Regions from separate parts of the Mus musculus genome. Here regions 1, 3 and 4 are each linked to region 2. A link is a contact called in public HiChIP or PLAC-seq and Micro-C data. All regions are on one chromosome and are shown on one strand. The core of a region is the stretch at or near the end of the contact, and the rest is flanking DNA. Distances in the headings are between cores, read along the strand shown.

Region 1 (2,700 bases), core at 159-2,658, 140 kb after region 2:
TCATGCCTTCCTCCCTTTTTCTCATCTCATTCCCACCAAACCCTGCTTACAAGTCCTCCCGTTTCCATGTCTTTGCTTTGGTTCTGTTCGGCACTGTTACTCACCTGCCTGCTCTCACGGGTTATCTCCCTGTCTGGTGACCTGTCCCCCTAGTAGACTGCTGCCCTGGCTTTACTTGGCCCTGGTCTCTTTTGTTTTCCAAGTACATTGCTCTCAATACTGTGCCAGGCTGTCCAGGGTACCGGCAGTTTTAGTAAGAATCAGCAAGCTGTTGGGACTGAAAAGTATCATTTCTATCTGCTGTTTGGTTCACATTACGTATTGAAGATGTTGGCCAAAATCTGAACAAATTGATGTTATTTTTAGTTCTATGCGCTTATTTTAATTTTACCTAGAGATCGTTCTTGTTGCCTTGTTCAACTCCCAAAGCCAAAACCCTCCACAAAACTGATAGAGGGGAAGGTTGTTGGCTTTATTGGTTGTTACTTTGACACGGGATGTTGCAGGCTGATACTTGTTTGTTTGCTCGGTGGTCCAAGTCCAAAACACATGGTTATTCTGTGTCAGCCTGTAACTGTTGTGGCATCTCTCCTGCCCAGAAAGTTTGCACTCGTTGGCTAATGAGCCCCCATAGGAATCAGGATCTAGAAGCAAACCTTTGGTTTTTCAAGACAGGGTTTCTCTATGTAGCTCTGGCTGTCCTGGAACTCACTCTGTAGACCAGGCTGGCCTCGAACTCAGAAATCTGCCTGCCCCTGCCTCCCAAGTGCTAGGATTAAGGATGTGCACCACCACTGCCCGGTGCAAATCTCTTTTTAAGGTGTGCATATACACTGGCTGCCCCTGTTTCCCATCCTCAGGAATGCCACCCACTTCCTTTGAGGGGAGCCTCTCTCTCACTGGCCTGGAGCTTACCAGTCTGACTAGAATGCCTGGTCAGAAACTAGAGAGTTCTAGAGAGAGCTTAGTTCCAATCGCTAGAGAATCAGACTCAGGTTCTGTGGTTGCACGGTCCCGGTCCCCTTCTGCCTCCACTGCCCTCCAGCCCTAAAAGCCATTTTCTTTAAGAAGGTTGGTTTATTTGTTTCTCTTTGAGTCAGAGTCAGTGTGTGTGTCTGTCTGTCTCTCTCTCTCTCTTCTGTCCCTCTTTCTTCCTTTCTCTGATTGCCCTATCTCTGGTCTTCATGAAGCACTCTTAAAGGTGACCCTCCCCTGTAGAAGCAACAGCTTGGTTTTGTTTCAGCTTCACAAACTCATGGCATAATTTCCTTGTATCTTTAATGTGGAAACCAATTGGGAAAGGGAAACACAAGGAAAAGAGGGAATGCTCCCTTTGTATAGCAGGGTTGCTGGTCTCTAGCTATAGTAGGGCTGAGGAGGACATTTGCATATGCTAATTAATCTTCTAGGGAGCAGGGCCTTGGAGAGTGTCAGACTAGATCTTCCTGGCTGTGACTTGGGCTTTATTTGGCCCCTCCTCTTCTCCAGTTGGAGATGCCTGAGGACACTTAAGGGGGTCTCCTGAATAGTGGTAGTGTAAAGGAAAGGTTACAGTTTGTCTAGCACCCCTCTTCCCCCCCCCCCGTTGTGCCCCAGGGTGAGCTGTGTCATCTCCAATCACAAGTCACTAAAGCTTCCCCAGATGGCATGAATGTTGGACACAAGGTGATAGATGGCGTGCAGTGTCTAAAGCAAGTGTGTTCCTATTTCTCAGCTCCCTTAACACAATTTTAAAGCAGAATTTCAATCACTAATCATACCGTTTAAAGGCCTTTCTTTAAAGTCCGTCAGCATTTTCGTGGCTTTTAATTAAGCACAGACAGCTAAATCATACAGAAAACCAGTAGGTGATACCGTTTGAGCCAGGTATGGTGTGGCACATGCCCTTAATTCCAGCACTTAGGGCAGCCTCTGTGTTCCCGGACATCCAGGGCGGTTAAACAGAGAAACCCTGTCTGCACAAACAGCCGTGCAGCATAGCCTTCCCAAACATGTTCCCCAATGACCATTTCTGTTGCTGTAACCTTGTTTTGATACTAGAAAGGTTCTGTAGCTTCTAAGATAATTTTCTGTAGTTTGTGTTAAAGTAGACTCCATCCCTAAAAGTAACCTTGCTTAACCTACACGATAATTTAAATACTTTTAAACCCTTTACCTTTTCGGTGCTGGCAGAGGGAGGGGCCTCTGGAGAGCAGAGGTGGAGCTGAGACACTCCAGGAGATCCGAATCCCCCAAGCCAGTCTTCTGCGACAGGGGCAGGAAGGGGTGGGAGCACATGTTCTCACATGTGTGCCTGGGACCTTTTGATATTGAGGACACATTGGTTTCAAATGCTATTCTCTTGATTTGGCCTCTGTTTGCACTCAGATGTATGTCTCTGTGCCCTGCATCTAGGAGGGCGGGAAGGAGGCGGATATCCTGCTGAGGGTGGGGTAAGGACTCTTATTGTTAGGAGCTCAGAGTTAGCTCAGTCTCAGAATTGCTAATGCGTTCCGTTGGGCAAGCGGGTGGTTCTGTAGTTATTTTTTTTGAGGCAGGGTCTTCTGCCTCTACCAGATCTTGAGATTATAGATGTGATCCACCATCCTGTCTTCACTGTACTCTGTGTGTGTGTGTGTGTACACAAGCATGTATAATGTATAGAGTGTGTGAGTTTGGGTACACACATGGAGCTCACAGGATACCATAAAGTAGCCGGTT
Region 2 (2,700 bases), core at 148-2,647:
TCTCTACATTTTCCCTCTCTCTGTGCATGCAAATTCTTCTACTCTTTCCCATGGCAACCTCCCTGGTCTCCTTCCTTGCCTTGAATTGGATCATTTTACTGTTATAGAATACTCATCATTGTGTGTGCCTGCGCTTGTGCGTGTGCACAGAGGTTAGAGGACTTCAAATGTCTTCTATTCCTACCTTTATAAAAATTTTACTTGAGCCGGGCGTGGTGGCGCACGCCTTTAATCCCAGCACTTGGGAGGCAGAGGCAGGCGGATTTCTGAGTTCGTGGCCAGCCTGGTCTACAAAGTGAGTTCCAGGACAGCCAGGACTATACAGAGAAACCCTGTCTCAAAAACACCAAAAAAAAAAAAAATTTTTTTTTTTACTTGAGATTCCATTTCTATTTGATTTATTTGATCTGTGGGAGTATGTGTATATATACTAGTATACTGCGCATGCAGTACCCGAGGAGGTCAGAAGAGGGCGTCATCCCCTCGGGAACTGGAGTTGTGAATGGCTGTTTATGAGCCAAACAGGACCTAAGCTTGTTGAGAACGCCAACAAATGCTTTTTACCCCGGAGACCTCTCTACAGCCCTTCCACCTTATTTTTTGAGGCAAGGTCTCTCACTAAGCCTGGAGCTTGCCGTTTTTAAGCTGGTTGGACAGTGTGCTCCCTACGATCAGTCTAACGCTGCCCAGCAACCCAGGGATCATAGGCGCGTGCGGCCATACTCTTCTTGTATGTGGGTGCTGGGCTCTTGCTCTTCTGAAGTTCTTTTCCTGAACTATCCCAGATTCACCTAAGTAAAGGTCTGCAAAAGGACTTTTGTAGATCTTTTTGTAGGCACAGCATGGCCTGCACCTCTTGCCTCCCCCTACCACCACCGCCACAAGGATCAAGGACACACACCCAAGGACAGATACCTGCCTCAGCCCCGGGTGGGAGGCCAGTGCTGCAGGAGGCTGGGGAGTGCATCCCAGCGTAGTCTGAGGCTCTGCCCAGTCTTCAGAGGCAGTCAGCCAGAGGCTGGCATGTCCTAAGTCTGCAGATCTCCCCTGGCGTCGCCACTGAGGCTTTGAACTAGGAGAAACGCAAGGAATGGGAAAGAGGGAGACTGTACATCTCCTTTGTTCGTTTTAGGAAGCAGAGCTTCCTCCCCCTCCTCCTCCCCTTCCTCCTCCCACTCCTCATTTTTGAAACAGTGTATGTAGCCCTGGCTGACCTGGCTGATCTCTAAGAAAGAACTCCGTCTACCTCTGTTTCCCAGATTTTTGTTTTCTGTTTTGTTTGTTTGTTTTGGTGTTTGTCTGTTTGTTTTGTTTTGTTATTGAGATAGACTTTCCCTGTGTAGCCCTTGCTGCCCTAGAACTCTCTCTCTCTGTAGACCAGGCTGGCCTTGAACTCAGAGCTTTGCCTGGCTCTGCCTCCTGAGTGGTAGGATTAAAGGCGTGCACCACTACCACCCGGCTTTCTGGTGTTCTTTTTGGTAGCCTCTGTCTCTGGTTTGGGTATCGGAGTGGTGCTGAGTCTGACCTGAGTGAACCTGAGGCTCTCCTTCTGTTTCCTCGAAGAGACTGTGTGAAGCTGGTGTTGAGTCTCTTGACCTGACCTGTCTCATAGGATTCTCGAATTAAACTAACTGAGCATGAAGAACCTGGTTCCTGTTGTTTTGTTTTTCAGGAGGATGGGATGTAAAATATTCAAAGCAGTTGATGTGAAAATGCCTGAGAGTTTTCATATACTCTGGCGTCTCTAATATCCAGGGCTCAGACGATGCTACACTTAGTTCCTACACCACGGCAACACATCGGGACTGTCTCGAGCCTGAACTTCATTTGAATTTCCCCCACTTTTTTCCTACCTGGGACACCACATCACAGTGGCTGTGAATCCCGAGGTTCTTGGCTCTGAGTGGTTCTCAGACTTTGTTTTTAAGGAGTGATGGTCCGGAATTTTATAGGCTTTCTCTCGTGGAATTTGTCTGATCTTTTTCCCCCGTGATAAGGATCCAGCCATGGGTTGGGAGGGGAACAACCACAGATGCTATCTATCAACAGGGCTGGTTGTCTTCTTTATTACTTCCACGTTTCCTTGTGGTCTACTTTTGACTTAGCTCGTTTCTTGAAGTGGGAACTGCAGTCAAGGGTGTGCCTCGCTAATCATTTCTTTGCCTTTTCATTTTTTATCACGTTATTTATTGCATGCATGCTGTCCTCATGTGTGGAGGTCAGAGGGCAGCTTTTGGGAGCTGGTTCTATCCTTCCTCCGTGGACCTTGGTACGGAACTCAGGACCTCGGGTTTGGCAGCAGGAGCCATCCCCACCGAAGCCCCTGACCAGCTGACTCTGCTCATTTCTGACTTGTGCACTTAGAGGTACAAATTTGTCTCTTCGTGGCATCGGCAGCATCTCAATTACTGTGATTTGTCATTTCCCCCTCCCATTCCGTCCTAAGTACCTTCTTAGTTTCTTTGAGTTTTCCTTTTTAGAAACAGGGTCCAACCAGGACTATAGAATATAAACCTGTCTCAATAACGTGAGAGATAGAAGGTTTGGGAACGAGACCTCTCAGCTTCCCACTCTGGCTGCATGTGGCAGCCATGCCTGCCTCCCTCACCCTTGCAGACTCCCCTTCTCAGTTTATTGAAGCCGAGACAAATCCTTCCATAAGTCACGTTTGGTCGAGGTGTGTTTTGTTACAGTAACAAA
Region 3 (2,700 bases), core at 31-2,530, 170 kb before region 2:
GACAGCATCCACCATCAGGGATCAACAGAAGCCAAACCATCAGACTTTGCACTTCTAACTCTGAGACCTAAATAAACATCCTTTCCTTCATAAGTCTGCCTGTCTCTAACATTTCATTATGGCAATAAGAAGTCATTCATACCAGATTGCAATACTTCACATCCCAGAATCAACTGGGCCCAATGGGTACTAAGCATTTAATTTCTGTGCATATAACATCTTCATGCGGTTCACAGTAGTTTGATGTTTTGGTTTTGTTTTTTAAATCTGGTAGTGAGGCTCAAACCCCAGCCCTCCCATCTGCTGGGCAGACACTCACTGAATCACGCCCTCTACTCACACCTGATGTTTTTATATCCAGGCTCATTTCAACCTCACTTCCACATCTAGAGAAGTCCCTGTGCTTCTCCAATTTGTACCTCAGTAACAATAGAATAGCTTGTTAATGCACAAGTCTTAATTACTGTTCCCCTGCTGTAATGAGACACCACGGCCACAGAAACTTTTATAAAGGAAATCATTTAATTGGGGCTGACTTATAATTCCAGGGGTTTAGTCCATTATCATCATGGCAGGAAGCATGGCGGCATGCAGGCAGACATGGTGCTGGAGGAGCTAAGAGTTCTATATCCAGATCGGCAAGCTACAGGGAAAGACGCTAAACTAGGACTGGGCTTTTGAAACTTCAAAGCCTAGTGACACACTTCCTCCGATGAAGCCACACCTCCTAGTCCTTTCAAGTAGTGTCACCCTCTAAGCATTTAAATATATAAACATATGGGAGCCATTACTATTCAAACCACCACAGAAGAGAAACACATCTCTGTGGCCAGCCATCAGGTTTATCCATCCAATACTTAAAAACTTTCACTATGAATAGTTTTAAATACATTATTCATCAAGGCATCTTCTGGCATTTCCTAAGCAGTATTTAATGGCTAGGTGAGATGAAGGGCAGGGAAAGATTTCAGTTACGTTTGTCTTTTCTCTCCGCTAACAGAAAAAGCAAAAGACCGTACATCACAGGGAAGAGACTGTTGTAAGAACAGCACAGTTGGCAGAGAGAGGAAAGGCTCCGGCCCTCCACCGCCAGCATGATGTAGGCAATGATGAGTTGGGTATGAGCCCAAGTGAGGGCTCTATAAAGCAGCCGCAGGGGCCAGGATCTGATACATACGTTGGCAAAAGTGTGAATCAGATAATCGGCTTTCACCATTACAGACCAGCACAGGAAGCCGAACACCTGACCTGGGTGGAGCCCGTGCCACCAGGCAGAGAAGGCAAATGTCTGCAGCAGGGGCCAGCGCCGGCTCTTCCGGAAGACGAGCCTCCTGAGCCACAGAGCTGTGCTTCGGTTCCACTGCCTGGCGAACAGGGAGATCCTGTGGGTAGTTTCCAGGGTCCAAATGTCCACGTCGGGGACGTATCCCTCCTCTCCAGGCCCCTGGCCAGCCTCAGCGCCAAAGCCCGCCGCGTGGAGGAGAGAGTCGTCCAGGATCCAATGGGAGTAATAGGTGAGTTTAAAGAGCCAGGCTGTGGACCACATGAGGTAGATGCACTCCAGCCGCTGGCAGTCATCCAGTCCAGCTCCAGCACTCACCGCGCTCCTCAGCGCCACCTTGAGGCACTCCAGCCCGAGAATCTGCAGACCCCTCCAGGTCAGAGCCCGAAAAGAGATACTCGGATACAAAGAGCTTGATCTTTGAACGCAAGCCTGAAACCTCCGGAAGGAACACAGGGAGCCTCCCAGGAGAGCAGGGAAAAAGAGCAAGTAGCTGAAATGAGGTAGAGCATCCCACAGGTGCTCAGAGAAAGAACTCTTGCTCCTGATGCCCCGCCTCGGGGCCTCCACCTTCCCTTCACAAATGTCCAGTGAGAGGGATGTGACTCTCTGCGTCAAGAGCATGAGGGAAGAAAGAGTGATGTAGAACCTGAAAGACATTTAAATAAACATGTATGTGAAGCCACGCCATATTTATTGTCTCACACTTGTTCTCTCGCCTCCAACCTGCCCACAGATCTCATAGCAAATCACGCTCCACAAACACTCTTAGAATCTTTCAGAACCGTGCATTATTCCAGGGCAAAACCACTAATTATCCCAGGCCGGGTATCACACTCCTTTAATCCCAGCATCTCAGCATGCGGAGGCAAAGGCAGTTGGATCTCTGAGTTCGAGGCTAGCATGGTTTTCAGAGCAAGAACTACACAGTCAGAACTACACAGAGAAAACCTTACCCCAACCCATCTGACTCATATTTATGCTGTCATGTGGTTGCTGGGAATTGAACTCAGGACCTCTGGAAGAGCAGTCAGTGCTCTTAGCCATTGAGCTATCTCTCCACCTCCTGGTTATAATATTTTAGAATAGCTTATAAACGGCTGGAGAGATAGCTCAGTGGGCACTTGAGACTGACAACCACAGTTCAATTCCCAGGTCCCACGTGGTTAAAAAAAAAAAGAAAGAAAGAAAAGAAAAGAAAATGAAAATGAAAAAAACCACCTAACTCCCAAAAGTTGCTCTCTGAACTCCATAGGAGTACTGTGTTGTGTACAACAAATCAATCATAAATAAATTAATTAAAAATGTTCCTTTAAAAAGAGAACGGCTTACAAATATTAGGATCAGACCTGGTGTGGTGACACATACTACATTCAAGAGGCTGGGTCAGGAGGAGAGTGAGTTGGTTTGCCTATACT
Region 4 (2,700 bases), core at 168-2,667, 180 kb after region 2:
TGCTCTGAGCCATTTCTCCAGCCCCCCTTAAAACTTTTAATGACTGGTGTTAAACAAACTATATGCAGTTGGCACTTTGATTGAAGTATCCAAATTATCAACCAGAACCAATACTAACCCTCCATCAACTGCCTTGCTCTGCCCAGGTTTCAAAAGCCATCCTGCAAGAACGGTTTCATACTGTCCTCCTTTGTAGCCCAGTGATACCCACAAGCTCTCCTTTACTGCTGTACCTTTATTGGGGGCGGTGGAAAGTCTTCTCACAAACTCTTAACATAACCTGACCAGAAGAAGCCCCAGTAAAGTCTGGGTGGTGGTGCATCCCTTTAACCCAACCCCAGCACCTGAGGCAGGCAGACCTGAATTTGAGGCCAGTTTGGTCTACAGAGGGAGTTCCAAACCAGCCAGGGCTACAGAGAGAAACCCTGTCTGGGAAAAAAAAAAACAAAATGAGGGGCTGGAGAGTCGGCTTGGTGCTTAAGGGGATCCAGGTTCAAATCCCACCACCCACATGGCAGCTTACAACTATTCGTAACTCCAAGATCTGACACCCTCACACAGACATACATGTAGGCAATGCATGTTTTGTTTTGTTAAGAGAGAACTTTAAATAACCCAATAGTGTAGCCTTTGTCTCAACTGCTCACATGCATGCCTCACTGATGTGATGCAGATTAGAAGTTGGGTACAGCAACACATTCTTGTGACCCTGGCGTTCATGGAGCTGAGATAGGATGCAGAAATGAACTACAAAGCCAGGCCTTCCCCAGCCCTATCCCCAGTGAGAAATGATTAGGTCAAATGCTTAAATTTCACCCAAGGTGTCTTTTGAGCAAAAACAGGCCTAAATGCCCTTTGAGATAATGTTCAAATTAAAATATTTACATGGACAAAGGAGCAGTTTTCTCCTGAAACTACAACAGAGGATTTCAATGTAAGGACTGCCAAACATGTTCAGTGTCCTACAGTATTAGTCAAGTGCAAAAATAAAGCAGTTTTTGATATTTCTAGAGCTGGCTGTTGTGTAGGTCCTAGGTACTTACCCAGAGCCACGTGTATGCAGTGTCCTGGTCAGGTGAAATGTCACAAGGTCACAGGAATGTGCTAACCAACTTCCAGAGGGCCTGTCAGTCTGCTAAGGAGGCACGTGTTCCTCCTATACATGTATTAACTGTGCCAGATCACACTCAGCTTCCAAGACAAGACATGTTTAAGGTGTTATGGCCAAGGACTAGCCATTCCTATTTATTTCTAGTGGAAAACCCTTCATGAAGGAAAGTGTGCTTCTACTCTAGAACCACAAGAGGGGCAAAGTCAGACCCTGTCCCGTCTGGGAAGCGACGACCTGTCCCACGTGCAGCACATGCAGCTGCACAGACAACAGTGAGACAGACAAGAGGGCGTCACTGCTTCCCAGGCACAGAACTAGTCTCAGCTAGCAAACAGCAGTCAGTGAAACCTGAGAAAAACCCCAAACTTCCCCAAAATGAACCAAAGTAAAAAAAAGCGGTACTAGAAAAAAAAGGGGCACTGAGTTTCACCTTCTATGCCTGGTATGATTGCCATTATAAGGACTGGGAAATTCACAATCCAGATGTATTTGTCCCACATGAGTGCCTACCTTCAGAGCAAGCTTCTTCCACTCTAGTGACTGCAAACAAAGGCTCAGGAGAGGAATCCAGGACTGCATCCACACACTCCCTAGAAGAAGCGGGACCAAAGTCCCTCCATCGGCTTTCCCCAGCACTCACATCAACTAGTCTTGAGTGTTTCTCCATCCCCTGGGTCCACCCATCATCTGACCATATTTACAGGCTGTGACAGCAGCAGCCAAATGGTCATTTTTTTTATACTTTATCTAAGTTCCACTACATCTCTCTTAGCTAGCCCTAAAAGCCTCTTGTGATTGTGATGAATTATAGATCAGATGCCTTTTAACTCTCCCAACCATGCCCATTCCCACCTGCTTCTAAATGGCAGCAGATCTGACACAAACTGGCAGAGGTGAGACCAAGACTTCAACTTGAAATTGTCTTTAGTCACCCAGAAGAGCTGCTGCCAGAATCCTTTCTTTTTTATTATGGTCACTGAACACAACCACCTACTCCCTACACACCACCCAGGGATATAGTCTAGTACTTCAGCAGAGAGAATAACAAAGGGAACTGTTTGCAAGACAATGCAAGTGAGTGAAACCAAATCAGAGAATTTGCAAGTTTGCCAACTAGTGAACAAACTTTGTTTTGCTAGATTTAGTTTCTTCATTTCTGTGGAGATAAAAAATTAGAATCAATTATCAGGCCAGTCCCTAAGGACGAGACAGACTGAGCTAGAAATCACTGGGACACAGACCTGGTGGTAAGGCATGTATCTGAGCAGGCCTCAAGTCTGCCTCCTTATAAAGCCAGACAAAGCAGTAAGACAGACAGACTTGCACTTTCAGACCTGGGCCATAACTTAGCTTGGAGAACATGGTTGCAAATGGAGGTACCTGCTGGGAGATAAGTGAGTTCTAGCTTTATGGGGAAAGCTAATTTGATGCCATAACTATTATAAATCCTTACCAGCAAAAGCCTTCAGACACCAGGCAAGGGGGTAAATTTCTTACCTTCTGACTACGGGAACCCAGACTGACGTCTGCTTAGACCGTATTTTAGAGCTGGAGGTGAGGAAGATGTGAAGTACCAGAACACTCCCCAG

What was found. Hi-C and Micro-C count contacts between places; a contact is called where the count stands out from the background. HiChIP or PLAC-seq counts read pairs in DNA pulled down with a chosen protein or histone mark.
Region 1: an H3K4me3 HiChIP or PLAC-seq map of embryonic stem cells shows a contact between it and region 2, with 29 read pairs. The contact joins two enhancer-like sites. A contact is called at or near these places in 7 of 484 Hi-C or Micro-C datasets (the G1E-ER4 cell line and embryonic stem cells), 5 of 115 datasets of contacts at active chromatin or transcription factors (embryonic stem cells and stem cell-derived neural progenitor cells) and 3 of 9 other capture datasets (adipose tissue, liver and pancreatic islet).
Region 3: a contact with region 2 is called in an H3K27ac HiChIP or PLAC-seq map of embryonic stem cells, with 2.6 times the contacts expected there. The contact joins two enhancer-like sites. A contact is called at or near these places in 3 of 39 promoter capture datasets (the C10 cell line, embryonic stem cells and stem cell-derived epiblast-like cells), 1 of 484 Hi-C or Micro-C datasets (embryonic stem cells), 2 of 115 datasets of contacts at active chromatin or transcription factors (embryonic stem cells and pancreatic cancer cells) and 3 of 9 other capture datasets (adipose tissue, liver and pancreatic islet).
Region 4: a contact with region 2 is called in a Micro-C map of embryonic stem cells, with 3 times the contacts expected there. The contact joins two enhancer-like sites. A contact is called at or near these places in 2 of 39 promoter capture datasets (both in embryonic stem cells), 2 of 15 datasets of contacts at CTCF or cohesin (both in embryonic stem cells), 42 of 484 Hi-C or Micro-C datasets (the Ba/F3 cell line, the HL-1 cell line, the HPC-7 cell line and 7 more), 18 of 115 datasets of contacts at active chromatin or transcription factors (embryonic stem cells, heart atrium and stem cell-derived neural progenitor cells) and 3 of 9 other capture datasets (adipose tissue, embryonic stem cells and pancreatic islet).

The regions. Positions count from the first base shown.
Region 1 is chr8:33,812,864-33,815,563 of GRCm38.p6, reverse strand. All of the region lies in intron 5 of Rbpms (RNA binding protein gene with multiple splicing), which reads left to right. Among named protein-coding and RNA genes, the nearest start is that of Smim18, 66 kb to the right of the region's middle. Within about 2 kb of position 1,408, at least 25 of the 459 cell types and tissues checked have an H3K27ac peak or open chromatin away from gene starts, as enhancers often do. A contact at or near this core is called in embryonic stem cells, where this site is marked.
Region 2 is chr8:33,956,903-33,959,602 of GRCm38.p6, reverse strand. No RefSeq gene overlaps it. Among named protein-coding and RNA genes, the nearest start is that of Gm33588, 6.0 kb to the left of the region's middle. Within about 2 kb of position 1,397, at least 14 of the 459 cell types and tissues checked have an H3K27ac peak or open chromatin away from gene starts, as enhancers often do. A contact at or near this core is called in embryonic stem cells and stem cell-derived epiblast-like cells, where this site is marked.
Region 3 is chr8:34,122,986-34,125,685 of GRCm38.p6, reverse strand. Mboat4 (membrane bound O-acyltransferase domain containing 4) reads right to left here. Exons shown (of 3, transcript NM_001126314.2): 3 at 501-1,931. The coding sequence ends at 968. Among named protein-coding and RNA genes, the nearest start is that of Gm39158, 3.5 kb to the right of the region's middle. Within about 2 kb of position 1,280, at least 108 of the 459 cell types and tissues checked have an H3K27ac peak or open chromatin away from gene starts, as enhancers often do. A contact at or near this core is called in embryonic stem cells and stem cell-derived epiblast-like cells, where this site is marked.
Region 4 is chr8:33,777,523-33,780,222 of GRCm38.p6, reverse strand. No RefSeq gene overlaps it. Among named protein-coding and RNA genes, the nearest start is that of Smim18, 31 kb to the right of the region's middle. Within about 2 kb of position 1,417, at least 12 of the 459 cell types and tissues checked have an H3K27ac peak or open chromatin away from gene starts, as enhancers often do. A contact at or near this core is called in embryonic stem cells, where this site is marked.